2 separate regions of the Mus musculus genome follow, and region 1 is linked to region 2. Evidence: chromatin contacts called from public HiChIP or PLAC-seq data. All regions are on one chromosome and are shown on one strand. Each heading gives the region's core, a stretch centred on a gene start, on an enhancer-like site or on the middle of the called end of the contact. The rest is flanking DNA. Distances are from core to core; before and after follow the strand shown. Region 1 overlaps Gm34828 (a long non-coding RNA gene). Region 2 overlaps B930092H01Rik (RIKEN cDNA B930092H01 gene).

Region 1 (5,226 bases), core at 1,421-3,920, 530 kb after region 2:
ATCAGAGAACATGCTGTGGCCACAGACTGGCATGTTCTGAGGTAGTTCTTGCCAACTGGTGCAGGGAGCATGCAAACAGCCTTAGCACAGAGCCAGGCCCCAGTGGGAGACCAGGCAGGGGGGAGTGGAGAATACTGCTAGTAACTGTAGCACAAAATGGCCTTGGGGGACCCAGAGGGATGAAAGACATTATTGTTGTCAGTGCCACATGTTGCTCAGCTGCCCGCACTGTGGGGCAGGATCATGGGACATTTCCCAGCAGCCATCTTCACTCCAACAACCTGCTGTGTATCAGAATCTTCTGGAGCTAGCTGTGCCTTTAAACCACACTAAAGCGGGACCTGTAACTGTGTCCGCATTCAGACTTTCTGTGACCTCTAAATTAAACATCATAAGGCCTGTTGCAAAGATGGAGCAAGTTCAGGGGCTCAGGCGCTGGCCTGGTAGTGAACAGCTTCTGAATTGGCATTTAAAGCCTAGCCATCAGGTGCTCATCACTGGCATCCTGTCACCCTTCCCTGAAAGAAGAGCCCACTGGGGCATGAAAAGTGTGGTCCTACAGAGACCATCTGATCGATGTGAAACCTGTGCTGCCTGTGAGGCTCGGAAAGATCAGAGGGAAGGCACAGGGTGTTGAGGACTAAGCTTCAGGCATCAAGACCATGATATATCTATGATCCACACATATGCTATCTGTTCCCATCCTTGTAGCACCCCAAGGGTAGGATATCTAAAGCTCCTGTATGGCCCAAAGTGGCGGGATGTGAATTTGAAATCAAATTGCTTTCAATTGGAGCTTATTCTCTCCTTCCTTCGTAATCATGACACATGGTTCAGAATACCTAGGAAGTAAGAATGAGGCTGGGTCCTAAGGCCTGTGTGCGGAGCCCATGGCTGCCCTCCCTGTCACCATTGAGTCCCTATGGTTACTCTGTGACACCATGAGTCTCATTACCTACCTTCTACCAGAATGGAAAAGACACCTGCAGAGAGCCTGGAGTGAAGGGCCCAGGATAAGACCACAGTGAGAGGCTCTAGGCTGGGCTATGTCCCGAGCCTTCCCAGATATCCCTTCTTATACAATCAACCTCTGGAGGGGACAGGACCCCATTTCCACACATGGCCTCACAAATGGGGTACCCATATAGGAAATACTTCTATCTTTGGGCCGATTCAGCTAAGCAGGCCCCAACCAAGTCTATGAAGAAATCAGCAGCAGCTCTGAAGAATGGCTTGGGGACAAGAAAGAGGCTAACAGCTATGAGAACCAAACAGGCAGATACCTGCTTGGATGTCCTCACATCACCAGGGGTGAGGGGAAGGCTGAGTGGGGTGGAGGAGGGGCCGTCTTCAGTCTGCATAAACATGGCCCTGTACCAACATCCTCTTGCCTTCAATCCTGACACAGGAACATATCTCCATCCTTTGCCATATGTGAGCACAAAGGAGCTTCCCCTCCCTCCTTGCCAAAACGCCATGTTTCAGAGCCAAAGCTTGTGGTCAGGCATTCACATACACGCACACATACCCTCAAAACTGCTCAAGGGTGGCCTCCCTTTGTGCTCCAGGGTCAACAGAGCACTCAGCTTCCAGAGGAGGGATAGTATCTAAAACTTGCATGGTACCTCATTCTCTGAATTCCTGAACTCACCTCTGTCTGGGAGTGGCAGGAGCCTTGAGTGGCAAAGACTCGAGGGTTAGGACATTAGGACATGGCTAAAGTCATTGGGTACTGTCTCCGGTGTTCCAGCTCAAATCTGGTATCTAGGACTGGTGATTGTGGCACCAGAAGCCCAAGCCTTGTGCCTTCCCCAGTCTACAAATAGTCTGTGTACCACACACCCCATCAAGTACAAAGAGGGACTCTACAGTGTTCCATGAAGAACCAAGACACAGCCTGTTCCCCCACCAACCTGCCACATGCCCTCCCACAAACCCAGCCTTGTCCACGTACAGGGGTCAAGCTCACCCAGGCCCATCCTTGGTGGCCCAGAAGAAGAAGCAAAACCAAGGACAGACTTCTATAAATAGGTACATCGTTCTGGGAAGGTCACCACTCAGAGCCACGAGAGCCCAAAATTCTCTAGAGACAAACATGGGACATGAGCTGAGACGCAGCCACCTCGCTTCTTGAGGCCAGGCCGGGCGGTGGCCACAGCTGGCTGGTCAGCTGCTGAATGGCCTTCGGGCTGCAGAAATACTTGCACACTGCGTTTTCTTTTCAAGGGGGCTGCCAGTGTGGACACAGAGGAAAAACGGGGAGCTGGAGGCCCAAGAGACATGGAAGGGAAACCTTCTCCCAACTCTGACCCTGAGTTCCTCAGTCTAACTAAACAACCTGCCAGTTGGATCTCAGCAGGGGGAGGCTTTCCCTCCCTGCTTCTCCGATGGACATCTGGCAACCACTCTAACATTCTGGGTAGAAAACGCAGAGGGGTGAAGGCAGGTTGCTAGATGTGCTCAGATGTACCACAAGGAATCCTGAAGCCGACTGTTGGCACCCGCTAGGTAGGAGTCCCTGTTAGCCCTTCTCTCCTGGGCCCTCCACCTACAACCCCACCTCCTTCCTTCCTTTCCAAGGGCCCCTGACAAGGCAGCCACAGCACACAAGCACTCCTAGCTACGCAAATAGCAACTCCTTCTTTTCTGGTGTTTGCTTAGCCAATATTGACTCTGCGGCCTAACACTGGTGCTATTGAGCTGGGTTCTTCTCGATATTGTTTGAGCAGCATTAGCAGAGCCTGTGATAACCAACAGCAGGGCAGGAAGCCACCCTGCCTCCCCCACCCTTGCTCCCCAACAACCCCCCCCCCACACACACACACAACCCCTCCCTGTGAGAGGCTCCTGTAAAGACAGAGGAACCTAAGGCTGGCTCCTCCACTGAGCAAACACAAGAGGGGAGAGAGGGAGCATGCTCTCTGGCTCAGTCAACACTCCAGAGGAGTCACAGCGACTGGAAAGGTTACTAGGGGAGGTTGCCCTTTAGGGGTGGGGTCAGTAAAAAGGGAAGGTAAAGAAGTCTGGGGCTATTAGCCAAACCCTGTAGTTGGCATCTATGGGAAAGGCCTGTGGGGACTGGTACTCACGGGCCCCGGGTGACTAAGCAGAGAATCGATGAATCCCCTCATCAGCCGAGCATGACAGATGAAGGCCTACTGGACGTCAATCACCGTAGCTTAGTGGGAGGGGCCTGCAGACAAGCCCTTGCACCTACCATGTTTTAATGACATAGATTTAGAAAAAAAATTCCTCGCTGTGGGCTTTTGTGGGCTTGCTTTGATGCTGCTATGAGTTCATATTTAAGAGTAACTCTCTCCTCTGGAAAGAATGGTTTTGGCAGCCCTAATGATATGCCACCATTAGATGTTCTCAATGGTCATCCCAGGAGACGGGCCATGGTGACCTCCATTCATATTTGGGTATAGGGATAGGTGTCAGGATCATTCTGGGGGCCTACCCAAAGCAGGGGTGGTCGGGGAAAAGCCACAGTGGTCGTCAGCCTTTGGGGGTGCCCTGGGTGATATAGAGGAAGGATGCATATCAGCCGGAAATGTGGCTCAGCCGGCAGATTACTTGCTCAACACCACATAAACTAATATGACGGAGACCGTCTGTAATCCTGGCACTCCAGAGATGCAGGCAGGAAAATCAGGAGCTCAGAGTCATCTTTGACTACATGGTGAGTTCAAGGCCAATGTGGGACACATGAGACCCTGTCTCAGAAAAAAGATGGGGGTGGGGGGGACACATTCAGTGTCACATACATAGCTTCCAATCTCAATGGAGAGCAGAGAAGCTCATGAAGCCAGTATGGGATGAAGGCTCAAGGCGGCGTTAATAAGTGCTTAAAGATGACTACCTCACAAGGTTGTGCCCAACTTCCCACACCACAACCAGCCATTCCTGAGACTAGACAGCCACAGGATATCCAGGGGCAAGGCACCCACATAGGGTGGCTTTTCATTGCCCACAAGTAAAGCAAATTCAGACTTAGCACTTTTGGAACAGGATCCATGGCCTAACTCTAGGTCAGTATTAAAGCGGTTGCCAGCATCATCAAGGGGACATTCTAGAAATTAGCTTCAGCCTGCCCCAATGGTCTGGGAGCACCAAAATGGTCATTTGCAAAAATTGGCCATTAGCATATTTTACTAACTGTTCTCTCTGAAGACTTGGTAAATGAGGGAGAAATGCCTCACAAATCAGCTGTTATGTAGGCCCCTGTGACAACCTGGACTACAAATCAGCTGTCACGTAGGCCCCTGTGACAACTTGGACTCCAAGCTTGGGAAGTTCTTTTTTGTTAAAAATACAGAGAGGGCATCTTCTGCGAGCCTGTGACTATTTCATCCAATGGCAAAGCCATCTGGGTTCCTTATCTTCTGACACTGTAGCAAACATGCCCACCTCGTCAGTGCTCTCTTCTCTGAGGAACACCCTCTCGTCTACATCGTCCCTTTGGCCACAACCCATTCTTGGCTATAACTGATGAAACAGAGATGCTGTTCTGACTCAGCCTTGAGAATTCTGCCAAAGCCAATGTGGTAAGGGATTACTCCTGGGGTTATACGTGAAGAGGTTGTGGAACCTTCAGGAAATGCTGAAGGGACTCTGGCCAGCTCAGTCTGGCAAACATGACTCTGGCAGGCCTTGCCCTTCTCCCTTATTCTCTCTGCCTTGCTAAAAAAAAAAAAATCACAGTAGATTACAATCCTAAAGCTAGCCACCATGGTCTATTCCCTTACTTGGCTTCTTCCTCCTTCTATGGCTGTTTACCAAGGTCCAGCTCTCAAAGTATTGAGATGCAGCAATCAAAAGCCCCTTTGGCTCACCTACTTAGCATGCCCAATCAAAATTAAATGCCTCATCCTAACACAGGGTTTCCCCTTTTACCTTTATAAACCACCACATGCCTGTGTGTCACATCTGTCTCCTCTCTACCCAGAGGCAATCTGGGACAAATAGCCCTGTCCTCTTTCCCCTGTTCCCTTCCTCTTCTCCCTCATCCCCTGGCTACTGTCCCTTATCCCTGCCTTCTGTCTCTCTGGGGGCAAATAAATCTCTTTTGTGCTGAGAACTTGGTCTTGTGGGTCCTGAGCCGATCTCTTACAAGTGCAGCCTATCTGGGGGTCTTTAGGTCCTTTGGATACACGCTCTTGAAGGGAATTGTGGAGCTCTGCCCCTTCCACTTTCCCTTCCCAGCACCCTGACCATGTGACAAAT
Region 2 (4,962 bases), core at 29-2,528:
GTTTAAAAACACAAAACAAAATGTGACAGAATAAAGGCTAGCTCTTCCCAAATACAGGCCATTAATCCTAGTTCCCATGTGTGTAGTATTGGGCTTTTTTTTTCCATTGCTACAATATACCTGGGGTGGGGGAGGGGAGTAATATACACAGAGAAGAAGTATACTTAGGAAGTACAACCAGCATGATGAGGGTTCTGTCCCGGGCTTCCCTGGCTATATCATCATGGCAAAGGGTGTCATGGCGAGAGTGCATGCAAGACAGAGAGCCTGAGTGGCAAATCAGAAAGCTAAGGAGTGGAGTGGGTGGTCCTGTTCTTTTTCTAAGAATGTCCTCTCTAGAGAACTAACTCCATGAGGATGCCATTAGACCCTTTCCAGGACCTAATAACCTAATAAATTACCTCTGGAGGCCCCGCTTCTTGAAGGTTCCATCACCTTCCAACATTACTACTCTGAGGAACAAACTTCCGTAAGCGGAATCATTGGACCACTCAAAACCTTGTGGGTAGAGACATATTTGAAATGTGTGTTGCCTTTATATTAAGAATCCATAGATTTGGCGGGGCAGTGGTGAGGCACACCTTTAATCCCAGCACTTGGGAGGTAGAGGCAGGTGGATTTCTGAGTTCAAGGCCAACGTGGTCTACAGAGTGAGTTCCAGGACAGCCAGAGCTACACAGAGAAACCCTGTCTTGAAGAACAAAAAAAAGAAGAAGAAGAAGAAAAAAAAAACTGTTGAAAAAAAGAATCCATAGACTTGAGGACAGTAGTTTAAAATAGCATGAGAAATACATACATAAAACAAAACCTAGTTCTATTAAGTAAAGAAGAACAATATATCACATAAAATGTCAGTGAGTGAAGCATGGGTGTTTAGGTATAGTGAAGACCAGAGGAAGTGATGCTCACAGGACTGCCTACCGCAGAGCTGTCCATCAGCATACAAGAAGTCGTCCAGGCTGCCCTTAAACTCACTTATATCACAGCCTGAACTCCAACTTGAGATCCTCTAGCACCTAGCCTCTGCTTCCCAAGTGCTAGAATTATAGGCACGAGCCATCATGCCTAGTCTTATTCACTTGAAGAGATCGGTCTGTGTCCAGGACAACATTATTTAACTAATCAGAGCACACACGGGCAGCCTCTTTGCCTCATGGATCAACAACCGCAGGCGCAGGCAGCAGAGCTGGGGTGGGAAGTGCAAAAGAACACTCTCCTAGTCAGCCTCTGATTCACACTGGGGTGAGAAGGGCATCGAGAAAGTGCCACCAGATCCCTCCTACTGGTGAATGATGTCTCTGCAGTCTATCTCCAGAAAAGCTGTAATTCAAGGCCCGGAACAACCTGTGATTTACATGCTGGGTTGGTGTAAAAGATATTGTGCAGAGCCTTCTGAGTGTGCTCTGTGTGTTTGTATAAATCTCGCTACTCAAAATATCTCCCACAGTTGACTGACAGCCCGTGTAATTTAGCAGAAGGCTAAAAATTAAAATCCTCAAGCCTGCTGAGGGAGCGTAAGAATGCAGTAACACTGAGCGCCGCCCCTCGCCCGGGCCCAAGCTCGGCAGATGCCAGGGCTGTTCATTTTGGAGACGAAACAAAATATTTGTATTTAGATTTATTAAAGTCATTATTCCGCCATTTGTTCCAATGTGCTTTATTAAAACCGGATCTCGTGTCTGTTTTGAAAGTATTACCTGATTTACATAAGCCAGTCCCAGCCCTAATTACGGCTTCCTTTGGTGTCTTTTCATTCCGAGGGAGGCTCACGCTCCCCCTCCTGGCTTTTTTTTTTTTTTTTTTTTTTTTTTTTTTTTTGTCGCCTGCCTTCATGGCCCATATGTCTGCCTTGAGATAGCAAGAATCCGAGCCTATAAATAGATGGCTGAGAACAGCTCCGCTGCCAGTTATCTGTCCACACATCAACATTACCATAATTGCAACAGGCAATGTGTAATCTTTCTAATCACACGTTCCAGACGGAAAACTGGATCGAGTTTCATAAATTGTATAATTTGAGGCTTTCCTGAGCTAACCGCTGGGCAGGCGGGCTGCTGTGGGTCATCCAGGACTTGGAAGTGCCACCCCTCTAAACCTGGTCAGGCTGTCCCAAGGTGGCATGGTGACACACACCTGAGGCAGTCACTTGGGCGCTGAGAAAAGTAGTGCCACCCTCTCTGAGTCACAGTCCCACCCCCCTCCCAGCCAGGCAGTTTCACTTTTCTCTTTCATTCCTTTGGGGGAAACACTGTAAGTGTTTTCAGGATACAGATGAAGACACCAAGAGAGGTGAGACTCGTCTTCAGGGGTGCACCAGCCAGTCGCAGAGACTTAAACACAGATCCCAGACTCAGTACCTCCCCCCCCCCCCATGCCCTGAGCTACAGATTATATCTGCAGCCTGGCGCCAGGGAGGTCCCAGTGAATTCCGTATTTTCGTCCTTTCAATGGCTTTCATAAATCTCATTCTTACTTAATTTTGAAGCCCAAACAGACCTGCTTCTCCAACAAGCCACTGCGCTATCTTGAGTCACAGGGCTTGCAAAGTGGAGCTCTGGGATTCCAGGCTGGGCTGAGTCCAAGGCCTGTGTTCGGGCCTTCAGGACCTGCACTGTCAGGGTCTTCTCTCCTGGGGATCCCTCTCCTCTTTGTTTGCTTTGCCAGCCTCTCAGAAGGATGCTAATTGGGTCCTGTCAGCAGGCAGCAGGCAGAGCCCAGGGAAAGGTGATGAGGGAGGAGGGACAGCCTTCTGCCAGGCTCCCAGACCACTGCTCAGCTTTCCCAGGGCCTGGTGGGGACTCCAGGAAATTGCCTCTGAGTGTCCTACTTCCCTAGAGAGCTGCTGCGGGAGAGCTCCCTTTGTTTTGCATTGCGCGAAACCTCCGGCAATGCTATTCATACTGCAGGTCCCTGGAGTGGCTGATGACACCCTGATATATAGACTGGTCCCCAAGGACCCAGCGTGCTCTCTGGCACTGTGCTCTCCAGCCGCGCCTAGTAATTGGCCAGCCTTGCAAAGTTCCAGCTGTCTATTAACTGCTTTAAATTGAACACTAATCAGATGATGGTGCGGTTACCAGCAAGGTCCCTCAGGCTTCCCTCAGAAGGAACCATCTAATCTATATCCCTTAATTTTTCCAGATTGAGGAAACTGACAGTCAGAGAGGAAGGGAATGGACGACCTACTGTGGTCGTAACCAATCCTAGGTCGTTTTCCATGGTCTGTTGATCTGTGTGTGTGTGTGTGTGTGTGTGTGTGTGTGTGTGTGTGTGCACATGCCCGTGTACCACTGTGAGGTTCTTGACTGGCAACAGATTCTAGAGTCACTCTGGAGACACACCTCTGGACATGTCAGTGAAGAAGGAGTGTTTAGACTGAGTTAATTGAAGGAGGAAGACCCCACGCTAGGTTGGGCAGCACCATCCCATGGGTTGCTGTGCCTGCCTGCCTGATGGAAAGCAGGCTGGGCATCAGCATTCACCCCTTCTCCTTCCTGACCATGGATGCCATCTGACTGGCTAGCTCAAGGCTCTCCTGCCATGACCTCCCCATCATGATGGACTCTACCCCAAAACTGTAACTCAAAATAAACCCCTCCACCTTACAGTTGTTTTTATTTGGTCTTTCCTGTTCTCTCTCTCTCTCTCTCTCTCTCCCTCCCCCCCTCCCTCTCCCTCTCCTTCTCTCTCTCTCTCCCTGCAGCAAAGAGAGAGGTACCAATATGCACTCTGGGAGCTTCTTGGTGTGATGTATGATATAAACTCTACCTGCTTTCTAGATAAGAGACTGGAGACCAGGACTTCTCTCCTTAGACCTGTCCCCAACACATCATAAAGTAATCCACCTGGCTGCTTTCTGGGCCTTGTTTTTGTTGTTGGCGGTGAGACGAGAACAATTAAGAAAACATCCCATAAGGTTGACTTGTAGGCAAGCCTGTGGAGCATTTCCTTAATTAGTGATTGATTGAGAGGACCCAGTGCATTGTGGGAGGTGATCCTAGGTGTCTGGGAAAGCAGGCTGAGGCAGCATGGACAATCAGCCAGTGAGCAGAATTCCAGCTTCCACCCCTGCCCTGACATCTCTCCGTGAGGCACTGAGTATGTAACTGTAAGCTGAATTAAACTCTTTCCTCCCGAGCTGTTTTTTTGGTTATGGTATTTTATCACAGCAATAGAAACCTAAGTAAGGCAGCCAGCTCAGGCCTCGAGAGGCAGGTCATCATCACCATCACCATCATCATCATCATCGGAGCATGGCTTGGTCCAGGGAGATGGAGACGCAGCTGCTCACACCTCCTAGACTTGGACTCTCAGCACCAAAGACAGTCCCAGAAGTTTCTAGATTGAGGAGAAGCAGACCTTCCAGCTGACCACAGCCTAGGGCATTTCCTGTGAGCAAACAGAACCAGTACCATTCATTTTGCAGTGCAGTAGCCAAAGGGTTGCCCCAGCAACACCTGGAGCTCGCTTGCTCTACACACCCCTGGGCTCTAAGCATGACTGCTGAATTGCCGCTCAGGGAGGGGGTGGGATCTTTGAATTCCGGCTTTGGGAGTCATTTGGGTTTCCGAATGGCAGCCAGGTCTGACCTCGGCCTGAAGGGGCTTCCTGGATGACGCATCCTGAAGGTTTTTGACCAAAGTGTGAATATACAGCCTAGATACAGCCTTTTTTTTCCTGATCATGCTAGGGGGAAAAAAAAGGAGATCTCGAACGTGCTCCCAGCCGCACAGCCGCCTGCCCTCCAGGCTCCTGGGGCTCCTTCCTCCATCCAGACCTGACCCATTCTTGCTTTGTAAGCTTTGAAGCTCCAGGCCTAACCTGCTCCCAGTGCCAGGAATGTGGCTCCACACCCACTTTGCCCTAGGGGCTCCACACAGACTCTTTCATAGCTGACCAGACCATCTGACTTAATTCAGACGCATCCCCTTGTGATCTCTCTCAGCCTCCACCACACCTGCA

Evidence for each region. HiChIP or PLAC-seq counts read pairs in DNA pulled down with a chosen protein or histone mark.
Region 1: a contact with region 2 is called in a FOXA1 HiChIP or PLAC-seq map of pancreatic cancer cells. The contact joins two enhancer-like sites. A contact is called at or near these places in 2 of 15 datasets of contacts at CTCF or cohesin (CD8 T cells and large pre-B cells), 9 of 484 Hi-C or Micro-C datasets (B cells, the N1E-115 cell line, bone marrow-derived macrophages and 4 more) and 2 of 115 datasets of contacts at active chromatin or transcription factors (CD8 T cells and pancreatic cancer cells).

Annotation. Positions count from the first base shown.
Region 1 is chr9:61,806,076-61,811,301 of GRCm38.p6, forward strand. The region is part of intron 3 of Gm34828 (a long non-coding RNA gene); the gene reads right to left. Among named protein-coding and RNA genes, the nearest start is that of Gm34828, 14 kb to the right of the region's middle. Within about 2 kb of position 2,671, at least 47 of the 459 cell types and tissues checked have an H3K27ac peak or open chromatin away from gene starts, as enhancers often do. A contact at or near this core is called in pancreatic cancer cells, where this site is marked.
Region 2 is chr9:61,276,528-61,281,489 of GRCm38.p6, forward strand. The region is part of intron 3 of B930092H01Rik (RIKEN cDNA B930092H01 gene); the gene reads right to left. Among named protein-coding and RNA genes, the nearest start is that of Gm51681, 4.5 kb to the right of the region's middle. Within about 2 kb of position 1,279, at least 130 of the 459 cell types and tissues checked have an H3K27ac peak or open chromatin away from gene starts, as enhancers often do. A contact at or near this core is called in pancreatic cancer cells, where this site is marked.